Regions from separate parts of the Mus musculus genome. Here region 1 is linked to region 2. The links are chromatin contacts, called in public HiChIP or PLAC-seq maps. All regions are on one chromosome and are shown on one strand. The core of a region is the stretch at or near the end of the contact, and the rest is flanking DNA. Distances in the headings are between cores, read along the strand shown. Region 1 overlaps Fras1 (Fraser extracellular matrix complex subunit 1). Region 2 overlaps Fras1 (Fraser extracellular matrix complex subunit 1).

Region 1 (6,077 bases), core at 1,287-3,786, 170 kb after region 2:
GTCATATCATGAAAGAAACAAACCTGAATGAAAAAGCCCATGTTACAGAACAGGAAGTCAAAAGGAGAGACAGAGTCTTGTGGTTCTGCTGGCACGTCACTGGTGACTCAGTGAACTCTGGGCAGGCTTCCAAAGCTCCTGCCACCTCAACCAGTATCATGACCCTGGGGTTTGAGCTCTTACAATCCAAACCATACTGAGAGCATGTAGTAAAATTATTAGTGCATGTTTAGTGCGTTACTATTATGAGGAAGCAGAGAGACATTTCAGGCTACTTAAGGGGATGAACTGAAGACAGTTAACAAATGGTACAAATAGATTTGTGTGCTGAAATACCTACAGGTCGTAAGGACTGTATACGTCCAGTGGGGCCTGGAGGGGAAGATTAAGATTAGAAGGCTTCACAGAGCGGGTGAAACCTAGTTTGCTTCCTGTGGATCAGTAAGGATTGAGTTAGAGGAAGGGATATTCGGTTCTTTTGATATCAAAAGGCAAACCTGGAAAGCAAAAAGTATGGGTCATATGTGGGCAATGAGTCATCCAACAAGCATAGAAAACAGGGCTGGCACTGTAGTACACTACAGGATCAAGTTGGAAAATTTAGCTTGGAACCAGAATATAGAAGGCCTGGTGTTGCAGCTAAAAGTTGAGGCTGGATCAACTCGGGCCCTGTGTGTGTTTGGGGAGAGCTGTGTCTTGGCTAAGGGTATATTGTGTATGGTCTACAAGTGGTGGGAGATTGTCAAGGCTGCAGAGGAATGAGCTTAGGGAGACTATAAGAGATAGATAGACCTACCGTGGTAGACCTTTCATTCCAGTCTGTTGTCCGTGTAGATCCTAAAACTTTTATCCTATGACATATTTTATAAATAAATGTTTATATAAGGAGATTGGAATGGTTTAATAGTTAATGAGCTCTCTTCTATCCAAAGTTCAGAACACTCTTTGATAATAAATTAGGTGGTTAGGAACTGCATTAATTTTTAAAGGCCTATAGGAACCATTAGAATAGAGAATCATTGGACTTGACTCAATGACTTTGGAAGACCCCAGTCTCAGAAGAACAGACTCATGAGAGCCTCATGAGATTGTTACTCATTATTTTAAATCAAGTAGTCATCACCCATTGTTCAGAAATACTTCTCACATGGGGATTGGAATAAGTATATTTCAAATAGAAAAACAAGAGAAATATGTGTCAATGTAGAAGTTTACTTTGTCACTAAATGTATGACTTTCTAACTGCCTCCCACTACTCTGTTACAAATTCTTTTATTTGCTATTTCATCAAGTGTTTAGTAAACCCTTGTTCCTTGCCAGGCTGGCCCTGTGAAGGCTTTGAGGATAGAGATGAAGATGTGTTACTTGCATCTAAGAAATGTAGCTTAGTGAAGGGCGGCATATTAGTTTGCCAAGGCTACCTAATAAAATACCAGAGCCTGGGAGCCTTGAACAACAGAAATGGAGTTTCTCACTGCTGTGGAAGTCATAAGTCCAAGATTAAGGTCCCATGAGACAGGGCTCCTTGGAGCTTCTCTTTGCTGTGAGATGCTTGCCCTTTTAAGACCATCTTCTCTACAAGGATAGGGGGACGAGGAGGTCTTGCTCTGTAGCCCAGACTGGCTTGGAAATCATGATGGTTTTCCTGCTTCAATCCCTTGAGGGCTGGGATTACAAGCATGGTCTGAAAGTTTTTAAGCAGAAAGTGTCATGGTTGCCTTTCTGTGAAGAGAAAGATTACATAAAATGGCTTGGAAGAACTTGATATGAGGGCAGAAAGACCAATATTAGATAAGAGCTCTCACGCCAAGGGTAAAGGGGATGGAAGGGGCTTGGACTTGCGGGATTTAAATGATACATTAGATGGGTCTAAGGCTGTTTGCTCTTAGCAAAAAATGATCCAAGAGGGACAATTTCATGTGGCTTAATTTAATTGGGCAGCGGAAATAATTGTTCTCTTGCCGTTGTGGTGAGGGAGTGGGAGATTCACATGGTGTCCAGATTTCAGGTCATGGGTGTAAGCCCAGGATAGGAGTAAGTATAAGAGGCATTAAAGATGACTCTTGCATGTGGACACGTTAGACTTGGGGTGATAGTGGACATCAGGGGTACTGTCCTGGAAGAGGCTAACAGGATATGTAAATAGCTACCAGCACACTTCCTGCTTACTGTTATCCTGAACTGAAGACCCTAGGATTTTATTTTTTACATTGAAATGTTGCCTTAGCTCATATTGAATAATGGAAATTTTCAGGTAATTTGTTCTGAAGGCAAGAAAGTGGTAAGGAGCCGTGTGGTGTCACACCAAACAGGCTGACATATACTCCTACTATATGAAGTGTCTTTGGAATTATCCTTGGTAGCCTCAAAGAGAGGAACCCTCTCTGCCCTCTCTGGTATGTGAGCACCTTCCAGGGGGCCAGGATTTACTCATGGAATGTTTTTTTCACTATCTGAGCTATGCTTGAGATCATCACCCGAGACCTCTAAATTGCACTTAGCTGTTCAAAAAGAAAATTCCACTTAATCTATCACACAGACAAGAATAAACACATCCTGGGAACAGGTCCAATCACCTCACTGTGTTCTCACTTATGGAGATGTCATATGTGGGGGAATTCCCCTCCCAGTCTGTCAAAGCAAATAGATAGTTGGGAGATTTAGGCCAGAGCCGAAGGTTTTCAGCAAAGGCAGATGGAGTGGGCTGAGAAGCAGAAGCCCATCAGCCTTTTGTTAGAGACATGTCAGCATGCTATGGAAAACCAAGGGTTTCTTCATAGATTTTTTTTTCCCCTGCATATCTCAACGTTATCAAAAATGTCCAAAGCCTGGGGTGCTTTCTCTATCTGTCTCTCTCGGCTAAAAGCTTTCTCCTGTTCACAGAGGAGGGTGAGATGAAAAAGAAAGTGCAGATAAAGCCGTCACAGGGAAATAGCCCAGTGAAGATGTGTTATTGAAAAAAACCTATGCCCTGGGCTTTGTGAGTGCTGGGCAGGATGTCCATGCTCACTCTTATGGGTAAAGATGAGAAAACAGAGAGTGAAGGTGCTGAGGAAGGGTAGCTGGCATGGTGGGACTCTGGGGAGAAAGAACTTAATCATTGCTTTTGTGGCGATGTGGCTAAATGATGGCTCACATCCTCCAATCTGTCTCAAGAGCATAAACCAAAGGGGAAAAAGGATCAAAGAAATACTACTATGGGCATTTTTATATTGCATAAAGTTTGAGTCCAATGGTAGTTACAGCTGTTAAATGCAGTGAACACTCTTGGCCAAAAAACTTGGAAAATTAAATATAGTTCTGATGTTTGTTTGTTTGTTTGTTTGTTTTAGCCTGGAGTTTGGGTTAAGTAAAATTAAGCAGCTTTCACTGTTGCAGGAGTCTTAGAAGCTCACAGAGATAAGTCACTCTGGCTCAGTGTTTGCTGCCTTATTTCGATCATCAGAATCCTACCCATGATTCCTCCCTCAGTGCCTGGCTCAGTCTTTTCCTTCCAGAATGAGCCTCCCTCCGGTGCCTTCCACATTGTAATTTGCCTGCATGCAGATCCTTTCTCCCACTGACTTGGTACTGACTAACTCACGCGTCTCTGCAGATGATCTGTATGGGCATCTAAAAATAGGTGATACTCCTGAGGATGCGGGTGAAGAACCCTGGCCTGATTGCTTCTGATGTTGTTTTGCCATTTAGCATTCATGTGATCTTCAAGGGAGGTGGTAATTCAATCCTTGTTTTACATATAAACAAACCGAACTGCAAGAGAGCTAAATAAGACTGAGCAAGAATAATAGAACCAAGACCTGAACCTGGAGACTGGGATTTCACAGTCGCATTGCCATGTGTTAAAGTCTACCATGCTGATTGCGGCTGAGCACACACATTAGGGACTTAGGAGCAGGTATTGTTGCTGTTGTTTGCTTGCTTGCTCTGTGTGTGTGTGTGTTTAGTGTTTGAGCGTGTGCAATGCAAGTGTATACATATGCTTATGTGTATAGAGGTTAGAGGATAGCCTCAGGTGTTGTCTTCAAGAACATTACCACATCTACCTCCTATGAGACAGAGTATCTCACTGGCCTGAAAATCATCAATTAGGGTAGACAACTAAAGAGTATGTCCCAGGAATCTTCCTGTCTCTACCTCTCCAGCACTAGGTTAAACGTGCATACTATACCATGCCTGGTCTTTAACATGGCTTCTAGGGGTTGAACTCAGATCCTCACGTGTGTGAGATAAATGCATCACTAACGGGGCATCTCCCTAGCTCCCTATCCCATAGTTCATGCATCTGCACATGTGTACTGTCTGTCTGCATCAGCACCCACTCGTGCACACGTGTGTTGACGTGCACATGAGCTTGTGGAGGTGAGAGGTTGATGTCAGATGTCTTTCTCACTCTCCCTTTTCCACAGTTTTGAAGCAGGATCTCTCCCTGGATCTTGGACGCACTGATTTAGCTAGCTGGGCTGGCCACTTATCCTGGGTCTCACTTGCCTGCCTCCCTAGCACTAGGATTCTAAGTGCATGCCACCATGCATGGCGTTTTCATAAGGGATCTAACAATCAAACTCTGGATCCTCTTGTTTGGAAAGCAAGCACCTTCCAGAATGAGCCGCCAGCCAGTTCCTGTCTAGTGGGTCAGAAGATGGACGGGCACTGGTGCTTAGGATGATGAGGGAGCTGAGAGAGGCATTCTTAGAAACATTGTGCTGTTGTGAACACTCCCTTGGGTGCCCCGCCCTCTGCTCTACAGTGTGTTCCAGCTACCTGAAAAAAGGTTAAGGAAAATGACTAACCCATGCTGTTTTAACAATCTATATCAATCCACATTGACCTTAATCTTTCCAAATGTATACACACTTGGATGGCTTTTATAGTGCTACCCACTATAGGTGCATTTTCTCTTAGGTGGCACGTACATTTCTATGTGTTGACACTATTAGAACAATCTGTTTGTCACTTTTAGTGGTTAAATGCCATTCAGTGGTGCTGGGCATTTTCCTGCTGTGGTAGCTGTTGAAAAGCAGAAGCTAGTTTAGCTAGCAGATTAAATATGAGTTACAAGTTTACAACTATGACTAAATATGCTTTTGTCACTAATAGTAAAAATGATTTGTAAGTTTGGAAGTATTTTATCTTCTCACTGGATCAACATCTAAAACCTTACTGCAGAGTTGTAATGACTAGAACATTCCATTTGATTTGGATTTAGAAATAAAAGCATCGCGCACTGTCAGTTTGACCAGCGAATAGCTTGTGCTTGAGAAATGCTGGGTAAAGCAAATGCCTGGACTCCAAGGGTCTAGTCCTGCCCCTTCCTGTTCTATGGCAATGTGATCGAGGAGTTTTTTTCCTTAGCCTGATCTGTATTCTGTGTTTATCTCATCTTCTTGGCCTGCCTCTTCATTTCATCTGGTCCAGCTCCTCTATCTCTGTATATTTTCAATTTCCTTGTGCCTTCTGTTTTTTTTTTTTTAAACACCAGCTTCTTTATTTCCCTTATCTCCTTCTTTTGCAATGCCCTTTCTTTTCTTATTTCTCATCGTGTCATCCGATCTCCTGTTGCTTGAACTATGAATTGTATATCCAATCTCTTTCTGGAACTTTCAGTGATTGTCTCCTCCTTGTTCTCTCAATTTCTGTTTTTATTCAAGAGACCACAGGGTTTGCAGAGCAATGATTGAAGACTTCAAGGCCTTTCTTGTCTTTCATCCTTGCCACAAGAAGGATGTGCTCTATGCTTAAATTGAGGACTTCCGAGTTTAAAAAAGAAAAAAGAAAGAAAAAGAAAATAGAAAAGGAGAGAAAAAAAAAAGAACTTGAATTGTAATGTACCTTCACCTTCAACCTAAACAATTCCCTACCCAGTTGTTGTAAAGACAGATTGACCTTAAAGTGTCAATCACAGGCTTTGGTTGAGGCCATTGTTGCTGCTTCCCAGGAAGGACAGGGCTTCTGTGGCTCTGTGTTTACAGGACACAGCTGAACTTAAGTGTGGTTGTGCCCTCGACACTAAAGGTAGCAGTGTCCTATGGCTGCCCACTTGAAAAAAATTCTCTTTGGCTGACTTGCAATGAGCC
Region 2 (6,315 bases), core at 3,444-5,943:
AATTCCAGCTCAGTATATATACTTATACATAGCCAGTGACAAACCATAGTAGAGAAGGTAGAATCCAAATGGTTTTCAAAACAAGTTATTTAAATTATTCAAGAAAACGGAAAATAAATTCATCAGTGAATTGGGATTTGGTAAGCATTTTTGAGTTTCTAAATTAACACCCTAATTTTCATATGCTACAGGGCTATTAATTATGTATTTCTTTTAAATTATTTAACTCAAAATGTATCTAAAGCATCAATTTTTCCAGTTTGGAAGATTTTGTTGATCGCAGCTGTTAACTTGAGGATCATGGTCACAGAGACACAATAACTTGCCCAGGTAATTGAACTCTTAGGGCAGGTAATGTCTTCGTTGGGATCCACCCTCTTTTGAACATTTGCCGTAATAAATCATAGTGCCTATGAATGCACAGGGTTTCATAAAGTCCTGTGAAATTCAAGGAAGGCACACACCAGCAAAATCCAGGTGACATCCCTCTGACTGGCAGTAGAAGACCCCAGCTCCCTACACATAAAACATTTTTGTTTTAAATTTGGAACTAATGGGTGTGAGAAATAGTCTTGTTTTGAAAACTTACCATCCAAGAATGTAATTCATGCTTTTGGGAGTTTGGGGTGCTTTTCAATATTTCCCTTTTTCCTTCTGTGCTGAATGAAGATACAGATTTGGAATTCTATTGCCTTTTTTTGCTTTGGCATCCTGCACTGGCCCAGTAACAGCATAATCCTGGCAGTGGCAGAATTGGGGCAGTGCCCAAAGATCAGAAAATCCCACAGTGAGTGGCATGCTTTAACTCATCGGCCCCTTATCTGTAGATGTGTGGTGGGGCTTCAAACTTCAGATCTGGTCTCTCCCCTTCTCCATCTTAACTTGTTTCTGAGGTGTTTGCATTTCTGTTTTCTATAAGCCCACTGTGCTGCTACCAGACAGAGCAAAGAAGTCCAGCTGTGAAGATAGGATACACAGTGCTTTCTAAACAGTTTCTTTTATGGCCATTCTCCTCACTCTGTAGAGGCTCAGGTACACCTGGACATCTTGTTCCCTGTGCATGCGAGGCAGCTCTGTGCCTTAGTTTTTCATTCCATAGTGGTTTTCATCATGACGTATAGCTGAGCCATTGTTTTTTGTTTGTTTGTTTGTTTTGTGCTTGTTTGTTTTTACAAATGTCTAGGTGTTCCATTCTACAAATGGGTGTCTTGTTTTTATTCCATTTTCTTATGGATATTCCTCTCTTCCTCAGGTAGGCAGCATCCTTCCTATCCTTATAGGCGCTGCTCACTTAAGTGTGTGTTGCCTAGAGGGCTGCTTTTTCTAACCTAGGGAAGGCAAGCCAGTGAAAGCATAGGAATACATCTGTCACTACCTGCACCTCCCTATACCCTCTTGGCCTATGAGAGATGGTATGTGTTTGTATGTTTGCCAATGTCAGAGCTACCGTGGTGGCTCCAGGAAGCAGCGGAGCGTGGACAAGCAAGTGGGTACTGTCAGTGGTGAATCTGTAGATTGGACATAATGAAGCAGAAAATCAAGATGCTTCCCTGTCAGAATTTTCAAGGTCAGTGCTGCTGTTCACTTTCTTTTCAAGTCAGGTTAGCGCAGGACTTCATTCCAGCAGCTCTGAGTGCCTTCCTGGACAGGAGGTAGGTCCCAGAGCTTCTAAAACCCATCTTAGGAAGAATGCACAAACTCTCCAAGGACACAGAAATGTCAGGTTTAGCCTGCCTTCAAGCGACCAGGCTAAACTTTAGAAAAGATAGTAGTCTTCAAACTTTTTATACAGGAGGGACTTGTTTTTCAAAAGAACTGTCTTTATCACCTCCAGTACACAGAAGGGAGAAAATGGTGTGGGAACTGCAGGTTTTGGCAGTGCTAGGGATCTGGTTGGTTTTCATCAACAATTTCAGCAGCTAGGTGTCTTCATAGACTACAGGCTATGAGGTTGACCAGATGGCATTTCTTTTCAACCAAGGCATTATGTCTTTTCTTTGTCTGTAGAGAGAGTTTAGGTGCTATGAAGAGTCTGTTTTACACATAATTTCAAACAGGAAACACCTTCCTACTGGCCCCCTCCCCCTTTTTTTAAGCAGTCTACCTTTACTTTGTTAAGTTGAAGAGTCTTTCTGATGGTTGAAGATAAGGTGTATCACTTTAGTTAACTTTTAGCTACTAAAGGAAAAGCTTAAAAGTATTTGAACTGCAGAAACTAGCTTGTAAGGGCAGCAAGCATTTCTACAAATTCCAAAGCCTGTGAGATTGATTGCTTTTAGTGTTTACTATGGCCAAATGATTAACTAGGACCCTGCAAGGAGGCCTCTGAGAGATGATTTATGCTCTGAATGTCGGAAGGATGTTTGCATATAACCATCAGAGGGTTTTTATTTCTTTTTTCTTTTCTTTTCTTTTTTTTTTTTTTTTGAGGCCCTTTAAACTTTGCCTATCTTGGGGACAGTCACTACTTCCATCATTTTTCTTTCCTTTTGTATTTTATTGTCTTCCACAGAGGCCCAAGCCATCCTCTTAATATTTACAGAGTTTGGTGGAGCTAGGATTTCTTGGGGGTTCCCCTTCGTCTGTGGGAGAGAAGTGTGCTTCAGGTCTTCTGAAGTTTTTGCTACCACCAATGAGGGAGCAGATTTTATGATTAATCAGTTTCCCAAACTAAAGAAATACAATTCTCACAAACACTGAAATATATCATAATTATTTAGAGTTTCAAAATGAAATGTATGCTGATCTAAGCTTGGACCAGCTTTTATGGAATTTTCTTTCCAACACTTTTTCTCATATTTTCATTATGGATGGAAAATTCAAGTTTGTCCACATTGAAGTAGCATGTTTTATTTTTTTTAAAAATTCTTGATGAGGACCAGGCATGGTGGCACAAACCTTTAATCCCACCACATAGGAGGCAGAGGTAGGTAGATCTCTGAGAGGTCAAGGCTAGCCAGGGCCTTACTTTCTCAAAACCAAAAACAACAGGAGACAACAACAACCATTACTACTATTGCTGCTGCTACTTAGGGAGCACCCACCATGTGCCGTTGGGCTTGTAGGTTGCTGAGATACAAAAGTGGACAGGGCAGACCCACTGCCTGCCTTCAATGAAGCCCTGGTCTTATTTTTAAGTCTATACTTCTAAAAATATCTGCTAAGAAGTCTGCTGTTCCACCCTTCCCACGGGACATTGTTTGAGGGAGTCCGTATACTGCAGGATGCAAAATTGTCATGTTGGTGGGACTTGAATTCTCTGTGCCTTTAGAGCAGGGCTAATAGAAGAGGAGGATCACATTCCTGTTCTGAGCACAGTGACAAGGGTTCTTAAAGAACCCACTGTCCCTCAGAGGCAGGTAGGTGAAGGAAGAGGAAGGTGATTGTCTTTAAAATTCATTCTCCTTTAGGTGTAATGCTGACCTAAAGAGAAGGAGAAATCCATGGCGATTCTCTGGTAACAAGAACCTAGAGAGTCAACACCTGCCCAGTGGATACAGATGTGCTGCCCTTGCTGCCCAGAGAGGTGGCTTTCCAGAACCTGTCTCTTTTCTTATGTGTACATTACCCAGCAGGAGTACAAAGGCAGAGCAGCAGACCAGACCTTCAGGATTTCTTTCTTGCTGTTGGGAAGGCGTGTTAACATTTAACGACAGCACATAACTTTGTTCACTTGGGCAATGAGTACTTTAGCCTGTGGATGGATGGAATCATACTGGTCAATACTGTTCTGAAAAGGAGCAATTCTAAATAGCTGGTTCAGATGCTCGGCCCATCTATTCTGTCACACCACAATATAATTTGTCGTATCATTATGCTGTATTTTAGAATTGATGCCTTTTCTGGTGAATCCATATATGTTGGAGAACTATCTTTTGCATCGCCTTTTGCAAGATGAGGTGTGTCTGAAGGCAGTTTTTTCCTGTTCCAAGGAAGACTAAGGTATAATAAGCAGGAGACTGGGAAATTTAACACAGCAGAATACATGGAATCAGATGGAGTTTCTTGCCATTGCACCTTTGTGAAGGGTTCAGGGTTTCTTATCCTAGACTCTCAGGGAGAGTAATATACCTAACAGTTTTAAGTGGGGTCCATATTTTAATTTAGAAAATGAAGGTTCTTTCAGGTTATGTCCATGTGTTTCCTCCCTGATGGAAGCAAGCATTTTTTAGTTTAAGAAATGACTGTGTCAGGCATGTGGCAAACACCTTTAACCCAAGGTGGGGCAGAGAAGGCAGATCTACTTAATTTTCAGGCTATCCTGGTCTCCATAAACAGTTTCTGGGCAGCCAGTGCTACATAGTGAGACTCCTGTCTCCCCAAACCAATCCAAAAGCCAAAACAACAACAACACAAAAACAAAAGATCCTTCTTTTGCACATTTCATCTGTTTTTTAAAAGTAATATACATTTCCAAATATTTGCTGTTCATTGGAGAAGTCCAAAGCCAATAACTCTCAGAGAATGACTGACTGTGTTTTGGGGAGTTGGTAGATTAATTATGCAGGCATTTATGAAGGTCTAACTGCACTTGGCAGGACAGTGGGAATGAATGCACACTGGTGGTAAGGCTCCTTGTATGATATAACTATAAATTGATGAATATTTTTTTTAGGAGATTGGTCTCAGCACCTGCAGTCATGTTCCATCCACCCACCAGGCCTGCTCCCTTCATGCCTAAATATAGAATCGTGCTCTCCACTCCCTTCTGTTCTCAGTGACCTGCCATGAGTTTAAACTTCTGTTGTTGCTTGCCTATTGTGGCTGTAGTTTAAAGCTCCCACTCCTTCCGGTTTGTGTTGTGACTCCTTTCACATTCACTCCCAGGCTGCTCCACACTGAGTGTCCAGTGATATTTTAACTGAAGATCGGTTAGATCCCTAGATGACTTTTGTTGTTGTTTTGTTTTAATAGCATAAAAAAGCCCTTTCTGATCCTGTTCTGGCCAGGTTCAGCTTCCTCACCTGCGCGCTGGGATCTGGAATATTCCGTGACACTGTCTGTTCAGCTGTGAGCTCTGTGTAGACAGAATCTGTGTCTGCATGTATGTATCTCTTGGTCTCTGCCGTGCAGAATGGTAACAAAATTTAGTGAGGGCCGTATCTGCTTTTGCAGAGGTCACTGAGTTATGTCTCCTCTCTAAACCTTGCCAAGTATGAGCTTGTTAGCAAGCCAAACTATATCGCCTTTTGTTTAATTCCACAGTGTTTGTCAGAATGTTTTGAGAAATGGTAAAATAGATGGTTCTTGCCTCTTATGTGTAACACAACTACACACACACATACACACACACACTTGCAGAGTGTTAAAGACTGTCTGTGTACTTCATAAGGTTGTCCTCCCCGCATCTGCTCTGAGGAGGTGTGATTAAGTTCCACAATGACAGACAGTAGGAGAGTCAGAACAATTGTCCAGATTCTCCCACACTGAGTTCTCCCTGCTGTCTTTTGCCTTTCTGTTATCTTGAGTAGAGGCCACTTAATACAGCTTGCATTGTGACATCAATTCTAGCACTTACCCTGTGACATTTAGCCAGAGTTTATGGATCCTGTGTTATTTTGAGACCGTTCTTGCCCAACTTCATCAAATGCTTTGCTTTAGAAATGCTGACAGTTCTTCAGATTATTTTGTGGTGTCAAAAAAGTTTTATGTTCTATAAAATTTGGGGAGTTGATATTATTCACTGTGATTTTCTTTCTTCACAGCTACTTGTAATTTATGCTTATTTTGTTTCATAAGTCTAGGAGATTGCATGGATACATGCACAGCTAACACAAGGCATGGCCTTCCTGTTCCCAATGGCCCTGCCCACTCCAGGCTTGGTGTCTTCCGGGGTGTTTCATGGAAACTCAGAGACCAAGAGTCTCCTTTGTCTTCTTATTCTTTCTCAGTGAGTGGTGTACTCTTTAGCAGTGATTGTAAGGACTGGGGTTATAGCTCAGAGGTTATGAGCACTGGCTGCTCTTCTAGAGTAGCTGCATTAGATTCCCAGTACAGGAGCTCACAACCGTCTGTAACTCAAGTTCTAGGGGATCCAATGCCCCTTTCTTGTCTGAGCACTGTATGCACCTGGTACACAAACACTTATGTAGGTAAAACGCACAGACACATAAAAATAAAAAGAAGTGAATCTTGAAAAATAACTTGATCGTGTTATCTCAATGTAAGGAAGTGGAGACTAAGGAGTCAGTCAAGCAACTTCTTTAGACAATTTTGGACTTGACCTAAAAACACATTTTTTTTAGCACAAGATTTTATAAAAAGATTTTAAAAGGAAGGAGCGAACTTACATGGAGCTATCCTATACGTGCCACC

What was found. HiChIP or PLAC-seq counts read pairs in DNA pulled down with a chosen protein or histone mark.
Region 1: an H3K27ac HiChIP or PLAC-seq map of heart atrium shows a contact between it and region 2, with 7 times the contacts expected there. The contact joins two enhancer-like sites. A contact is called at or near these places in 2 of 484 Hi-C or Micro-C datasets (cardiomyocytes and uterus), 1 of 115 datasets of contacts at active chromatin or transcription factors (heart atrium) and 2 of 9 other capture datasets (adipose tissue and pancreatic islet).

Annotation. Positions count from the first base shown.
Region 1 is chr5:96,620,280-96,626,356 of GRCm38.p6, forward strand. The region is part of intron 20 of Fras1 (Fraser extracellular matrix complex subunit 1); the gene reads left to right. Among named protein-coding and RNA genes, the nearest start is that of Gm52781, 84 kb to the right of the region's middle. Within about 2 kb of position 2,537, at least 21 of the 459 cell types and tissues checked have an H3K27ac peak or open chromatin away from gene starts, as enhancers often do. A contact at or near this core is called in heart atrium, where this site is marked.
Region 2 is chr5:96,449,943-96,456,257 of GRCm38.p6, forward strand. The region is part of intron 2 of Fras1 (Fraser extracellular matrix complex subunit 1); the gene reads left to right. It overlaps Gm33050 (a long non-coding RNA gene), which reads right to left. Exons shown (of 3, transcript XR_389343.2): 2 at 1-6,315. Among named protein-coding and RNA genes, the nearest start is that of Gm33050, 6.3 kb to the right of the region's middle. Within about 2 kb of position 4,694, at least 11 of the 459 cell types and tissues checked have an H3K27ac peak or open chromatin away from gene starts, as enhancers often do. A contact at or near this core is called in heart atrium, where this site is marked.